Regions from separate parts of the Hordeum vulgare genome. Here region 1 is linked to region 2. A link is a contact called in public Hi-C data. All regions are on one chromosome and are shown on one strand. Each heading gives the region's core, a stretch centred on a gene start, on an enhancer-like site or on the middle of the called end of the contact. The rest is flanking DNA. Distances are from core to core; before and after follow the strand shown.

Region 1 (3,675 bases), core at 682-3,181, 450 kb before region 2:
TAATTGTCTCGTCAATGTCTGATTGTAGCTTCTCACACATGAACTTGACAACTTCCTTCTCTTTCCAAACAAATCCCATGAACCAGCGCTTTCTACACCAACGTTTAGCAAAGAATTCTCTATATACCGCTTATAGCAGCAAACTGCCAGGGCTTCGCACAAGGCGAGGACCAAGACACATGTTTGGACCGGGCCATTTCTGTAGATAGCGTTGGAACTGCCTAATCCTCATGAACCGGTATTCTTTTTCTTTTGCCAGGTTCCCATTCTTTTTGGTTTTATTTATCTTCTCGTTTTTTCAATTATTTTCCTTCTTTATTTTTAGTTTTCATTTTCAAAATTTTCAGCTTCATTTTGCAAAAAAACTCAGATTTTTTGAAAATGTTCAGAATTGTTTTTTAATATATTTTTCTGATTTTAAAATTTTCATATTGTTTAATAATTGTTCCTGGTTTCGAATTTTTTTTGAAAATATTTTTTGAGTTCTGAAAATTTTGTTCACAATTTTAAAAATGCATGTATTTTCAAATTATGTTAAAAATTAAAAAATATTTGGTAATTTAAATAAAAAGGCTTGTGCTTTCGAAAATTTGTTCAGAATTTCAAAAGCAATGCTCCCGTTATCAAAGACATTATCAAAATTCAAACAAATGTTCGCATTTTCCAGAAATATTTGGGATATTCAAAATTTATGCCTATAAAATATGTTCATGCTTTTCAAGAAAATGAAATGACAAAATGTGTTCATGTTGTTCAAAAAATTGTATGATTTTCAAGCATTACTTGATTTTCAAAACTTGTTCACTCCAAGGATAGTTCTAAAAAAATTAAAAACTAACTGGATACTACATTCGAACATACTCCCCCCTAATCAAAATATGAGACGTTTTCTAACAAGGACATAGTGTGAAAAAGATTCTTACATTTCCATACAAAGGGAGTAGTTCTTAAACTTGCACGCTCCTCATTGGTCACCATCTCTCATTAGCTACTCACCTTCACTAGCTTGGGGTCCAGAGTTGTAATCCTTTTGTGGGCGTGCCCTCTCTTTTAACTCGCATCGCTGCATATGGGTGAACGCGCTCTCACTACAACGGTATTGGGCCGCCCATTAATGGATTAGTGCATGTGTCGTGAGGCTATTTGCCGCAAAATACATCAAATAGGAGCTCCAGCCTAGCAAAACAACCTCCTTCTCTAGACATTTTCACAACAACATGAAACATCGAAATTACTAATTAAGGAGTATTATTTGTTTTCTAGACCATGTTTTTTCGTTTCGAAAGGCACATCCGTTCCTCTCCTCAAAGGAAAAAAGAAAAAAAACACATACTTCCGTTTCACTGAGGCGCGACCATGCCTCTCGCGAAAGCAAAACCATGCCTCTTTCAGAAAAAAAAACACTTTTTTTCATTTCAAAAAGGCACGGCCATGCATTTTGCGTAAACAAATATGTGCCTCTCATGGAAGCAAACTATGCCTCCCGTAGAAGAAAAAAAACACATTTTTTTTTGTTTCATAGAGGCATGGTTGTGCCTCTCGCGACTGGTAAAAGGAAAGGAAAATATTTTTTTGTTTCAGAGAGGCACAGTCATACCTCTTACGGAATGAAAGAAACGTGTTTTATGATGCCATTTATTTCTAATATTCCCCCCAAAAGCTCAGATAGACTGATGAAAAAAAGACCATGTAAAAAAACGAAAACGCATGGGAAAAATAAAAATATTCAAACAAAAGATCAACAATATGACACGTGACGATGGCTGAAAACGCGCCAAGTAAGGTGCTCTCAACCCAGCGTAGTGACCCTTGGGAAGGCTCCTTGTTAGTTACTCCCATGAAACATATCTAACTCTTTGGACTCAAAGCCTAGGCCTTTATCGTCCAGCCCTCCCGCACGCACTAGTCAGCGGGAGCTCCTATTCGCCGCTTATTGCAACAAGTTCTAGGGGTTTCGCACAGGGCGCCGCACACCATGGGCCGGCCCATTTGCGGTAACTTCATGAAACAAAATTTAAAAAACCGCTTGCAGCAGGAATCGAACCCACAAACTGTCTCTCACGCACAAACCCCGCTACCCACCACAACAAGCACGCCCCAGGTGATACATTTACAATGCAGCACTTAAAGAAACTAAAAGCAGAGAAAAAGCAGTACGTGAAATTTCCAAAAAGCATTTTATAAAACATATTTTCAAATTCCGAAACATTTTTATTAAAAAATCCGAAACATTTTTATAAAAAATCTAGAACATTTTTGCAAATTCTGGAACATTTTTTTCGAATTCGGGAACATTATCTCAAATTCCGGAATATTTTCTCAAATTTTGGAACATTTTCTTAAATTTGGGAATATGTTTCGAATTTCGAAACATGCGTTCAAATTCCGAAACATTTTTTCAAATTCTGGAACATTTTTTAAATATTCAAAACATTTTTGAATCAAAAACAGAAAAAAAAAAGATAAATCGGTTCAGGGAATCTTCTAAAAAGTATGCAAAACCAGAAAAAACCCGGCTGAAAACTCAAGAAGCTTTCGAAAATCGGGATAGATGAAAGTGTTAATGGGCCGGACCAAACCCCGTCGCTCGCTCGTAACCTCATGTGCGAAAGGTCAACAATTTACCGCAGAATGCGGCAGATAGGATTTTCCCTAGTCAGCCCCGTCCCAATGGGCCTTTTTGCCCACTAAGTTGTGTGTCACGCATGAACAACATTTGTTACCTTCATAGGCAATTCCTACTTGACGTCGTTGTGTAATAACCTAGCGCACAGCGCCACCCCGCGCCCTCCAGCTGATGGATCGGCTCATTTCATTCTTTCCACTTTGGTTTTTGAGCGGGTTTAATTTTTTCTGTTTTATTACTTTTCCTTTTATATTTTCTGTATTTCATTTTGGTTTATTTTTTCATGTTTTTTCGTTTTCTTTTATATTATTTTATGAAAATCTTTCAAATCTGTGGTTTTGAACTAAACCTTTTCGATTTTATATTTCCTTTCTGAAAACATAAATATGTTTCAAATTCAAGATTTTTTATCAAAAACTCGAACATGTTTTCATATTTTGGAAAATTAATTGTTTGAAACTCGTGAACATTTTTTGAATTGGTGAATAATACTTGTTTACCTTGACGAGCATTTTATGAAATTTGGGAACACATCCTGAAATTCACAAAATAAAACAGAATAATCGTTTATGCACGTTGTTTTGAATCATTGAACATTTTCTGGATAGACAATCTTTTATTGTAATTTGGTAATTTTTTATGAAATTCAAAATCATTTATTGAATTCTGGTGAATAATTTCTAAAATTTCTTGGATATTTTTTGAATTTGTTAACATTTTACAAATTCATGAAATATTTGAATACCAATCATTTTTTTCGAAAACATGAATATTTACTATTTACTGAATTTTACTTTTTCAATATTGAATATTGAATGAATATGGGAGAAATCATTTAAATTCTTAAATATTTTTAAATCCATTAATATTTTATGATTTCTCAAACATTTTGTTAATCCCCGAAAATTTTAAGATTTCCCTAAATTGTTTTATTAAATTTTTAAAATAAAATTTTGAGGACTTTGCAAAAAATAATAATTAATTAAATAAGAAAAAAGAAATATATAAATACAAAACTAACAAAAACAATATTTTTTACAAAATGAAGA
Region 2 (3,521 bases), core at 621-3,120:
GGCGCAGGCGCTGCGGGAGCTCGGGTCCCTGGGAGGCGACGGACGCGGTCGGGCCATGCGGGCCCTACATGTCATAACAGTGATTATAACTGTCAATTTAACGGAGTTAACTATTATGCCAAGTCAACACTTATGTGTGGGCCAACCCTATCATAATCGAGTTTAAACGAGACGAATTGGACACTTTACAAACTTGGTAGCTTTTAGTCACAGATTAGCAAAAAAGTGGTAGTTTTGGGGACAAAATCGTAAAGTGGTAGTTTGTAGGCACGGTTCGACGAATTGTGGTAGTTTTTTTGGTAAATACTCTCTTAACATGGTATCAGAGATTAGGTCTTGAGTTCAAGTCCTGTCTTTTGCAATTTATTGAAAAATTGTTGCTGCCCCCCTTTGTCCATGTATAGGCCTCTTGAGTCATATCTCTGAGTCTATCCACGTGTTGGCTTTTTGCATCACACGTGAGACAGGGTGTTGAAGTGCATATGTGGATTGCCTAGCCCTTTCCATCAGTTCGGACTGATGGGTAAACTGGTGAGCTGCATAAATTTGCAAGCAAGAGGAAGACACGAGGGGGAGTGTTGGGGAGCAATGTCCGTCCCTCTCCCATAGTTCGCACTTTTGGTTGCGTTGGCTAGTGCATGAATCTTAACAATTATAATATAGTACTTGGTATAGAAGCTAGGAATGAAAGGTTAAAGAAATGTTAGACAAACTCAACAGACCCTACTAAGGTTTACAACAATTTGGCCATGAGAATCTTTCATCTCTTTTCTCTTCTTTTTTTTTCGTGCGTACAATCCATGATCTCACTAGTGCAACTTCTACAACGAACCGTTGATTCCCAGTTTCCTACTTTGAAATCATAGTTATCTGATGATCAAAATGGTCCGCACACTTATAAAAGGCTTAAGCAAACTTTCAAGGCAAATGGTAGCCAAACTGAACATTTTTTGCTCCGTAAAGGTTTTACAAGGGTCCGGCATCCATGAAAATGGCAAAACAGATCCTCAAACTTCATTTTAGAGAAGTTGCAGTATGGTTAGGAGGCACTTAAGTACCTCCACGCTACAAACATATCAGCCGTTGCTTAAGATAAGGTACAACAGGTGCATAACATTCTGTAGGTTAGTAACAGTTGAAGACGCCCAAGATTAGGGCAAATGAAAAATCTAGCAAGCACCGAACCATTCCCCAGTCTCTAAGTCCCGACCATTTGGTTATTTTCATATAGCACGACCATTTGGTTGTTAGGATGGTTATACTACATCGTCTATAGTAGACAGTAGTAACTACTCCCTCCCTCCGTCCAGAATTACTTTCATCAAAATAAAAAGAAAATCCAGATCTAAAATACGTCTAAATACATTTATTTCTATGACAAATAATTCCGGACAGTAATTCAGTATACCTTAAAGACGAGGGCCGCGGAGACGCCGATGATGAAGAGGAAGGCCGGCATGACGAAGTCCGCCACCGTCACCCCCAACCACGGCGCGTGGTTTATCCCCGGCCACGCCCCGCCGGCGTCGTCCACGAGTATCATCATCTGAGCGAGCGCAAGCAAACACGATTGGCACGCGAATACGAAGAGAAACAGACAAGCCTGTGGGAAGATCCGAAGAGGTTAGGGTTCTACTGACGGCGACGGTGAGGCCGCGGAACACGTCGAGCGAGGCCACCCGCTGCGGCTTCTGCTGCCCGGGCTTCGCATCCGCCCCCGGCGGCTGCGGCAAAGGGGATACGGGGTATGGGAGGATCTCTTCTCCGGTATCGAGGAGGGGGCGGCGGCGGTCGCCGTCATCTCCATCGCTGGCGACGGCGACCACGGTGGCGTCCATTTTTGGGATCTCCTGCTGCTGTCGTATGCGGAGTAGTGTATTGCAGAGTGTTGTGGAAGACCGGACTAATAGATTTGATTCAGTGTATTTTATAGTAAACAATTATAATCACAGTAGCTCTCGTAGCTCAGTTGGTTAGAGCACCCGTTTAGTAAGCGGGAGGTCTTGAGTTCAACTCTCAACGAGAGCATTTCTATTTTAATTTTTCTTTCAGTTTCGTCAGTACGACCCTGGCAATAGCATTTTTCTTTCGGTTTTGTTCAACAAGAACATTTTTTTTTTCTTTTCAGTTTCGTCAGTACGACCCTGGCATAGCTGGTTTGATTTTCTTCTACTCCCTTTTCAATATATATATGCCTTCTTCAAATTCAAGCCATTACCTAAACATTAAAACATTAATCTGTTTTACCTTGATCATTTGTTTACCATGTAAGGTATTTCATTACTTTTTAGCACAAGCATGGAGTAGTTGATTTTTTTTCTTCTTTTTTTTCAATATCTATTTTTTTTCAAATTCATGCCATTAGAAAAACATTCAAATATCATTTATCCTTTTTACCGACAAGCTGGGAAGCATCTAAACTATTTCATTATTTTTTTAGAACAAACATAGAGTAGTTGATCTCTTTTTCTTTTCTTTGAATACCTATGCTTCTCCATATTCGCGCCATTAGGAAAACATTCAAATATTATTATACCGTTTTACCGACAAGTTGGCAAGCATCTAAACTATTTCATTATTTTTTAGGACAAACATAGAGTAGATAATTTCTTTTTCTTTCTCTTTTCTTTGAATACCTATGCTTCTTCAGATTCATGCCATTCGAAAAACATTCAAATATCATTAAACCGTTTTATGACTAGCTGGCAAGCATCTGAGCTATTTTAAAAAATTAGCACAAACATAGAGTAACTGATCTCTTTTTTCTCCTTTTTTCAATATCTATGGTTCTTCATTTTAGTATTTTTAGCACAACCATGGAGTAATCGATCTCAATTTTTTTCTCAATATCTATGCCTTCTTCAGAAATTTAAAAAACAGCTAAAACATCATTAATTCATTTTACCCACAACCTTAGAAGCATCTAAAGTACTTTAGTTCTTTACCATGACCATATAGTAGTCTATCCGTTTTTTTCTCCTTCTTCGATATGTATGCCTTCTTCAAATATCATGCCATTAGGAAATCACTAAAAAGATTATTACTTAATTTTACCCACATTAAATCTATTGGCACTCCAAGCTCGAACTATTGTTGGTTCATTCTGTGTAGAAACCTTTTATGAATTATTATCTCCTTTCTAAAAGAAATGATTGTATAGAGTTTCATGCATTATGAAAACGTCGAAGTATAGGTTGGATTTTCATTGTTTCGATTGGATGACATTCTTCATTGATTATATTAGTGATGAACATCCAGATAAACACATAAATTGATATGTTATTGCGTGTGGAAGTTGTTACCATCCTTTCTATGTGCATCACTCAAATTCAATGGTAATTGCGATTACACAATGCCCTTATATATAATAGCACATTGAGATATATGTTGGTGAGTAAGGGCGCCTAGTGGGAGGAGCAATTATCTTTATTTCACTTTTGTTAGTAGGACCCTAACATGATTGGATTCTATTATTTTTTCTCCCTTTTAAGTATGCATGTCGTCGGAGTATTTTTTTTGAC

The links. Hi-C and Micro-C count contacts between places; a contact is called where the count stands out from the background.
Region 1: a Hi-C map of leaf shows a contact between it and region 2, with 4 times the contacts expected there. The contact joins the enhancer-like site here to the promoter of LOC123426015 in region 2. A contact is called at or near these places in 2 of 6 Hi-C or Micro-C datasets (leaf and seedling).

The regions. Positions count from the first base shown.
Region 1 is chr1H:94,945,672-94,949,346 of MorexV3_pseudomolecules_assembly, reverse strand. No RefSeq gene overlaps it. Among protein-coding and RNA genes, the nearest start is that of LOC123407683, 45 kb to the right of the region's middle. Within about 2 kb of position 1,931, at least 3 of the 3 cell types and tissues checked have open chromatin away from gene starts, as enhancers often do. A contact at or near this core is called in leaf and seedling, where this site is marked.
Region 2 is chr1H:94,496,446-94,499,966 of MorexV3_pseudomolecules_assembly, reverse strand. It overlaps LOC123426015 (heparan-alpha-glucosaminide N-acetyltransferase-like), which reads right to left and starts at 1,870. Exons shown (of 13, transcript XM_045109797.1): 1 at 1,641-1,870; 2 at 1,409-1,546. The coding sequence starts at 1,838. TRNAT-AGU (a tRNA gene) reads left to right here and starts at 1,955; the gene lies at 1,955-2,028.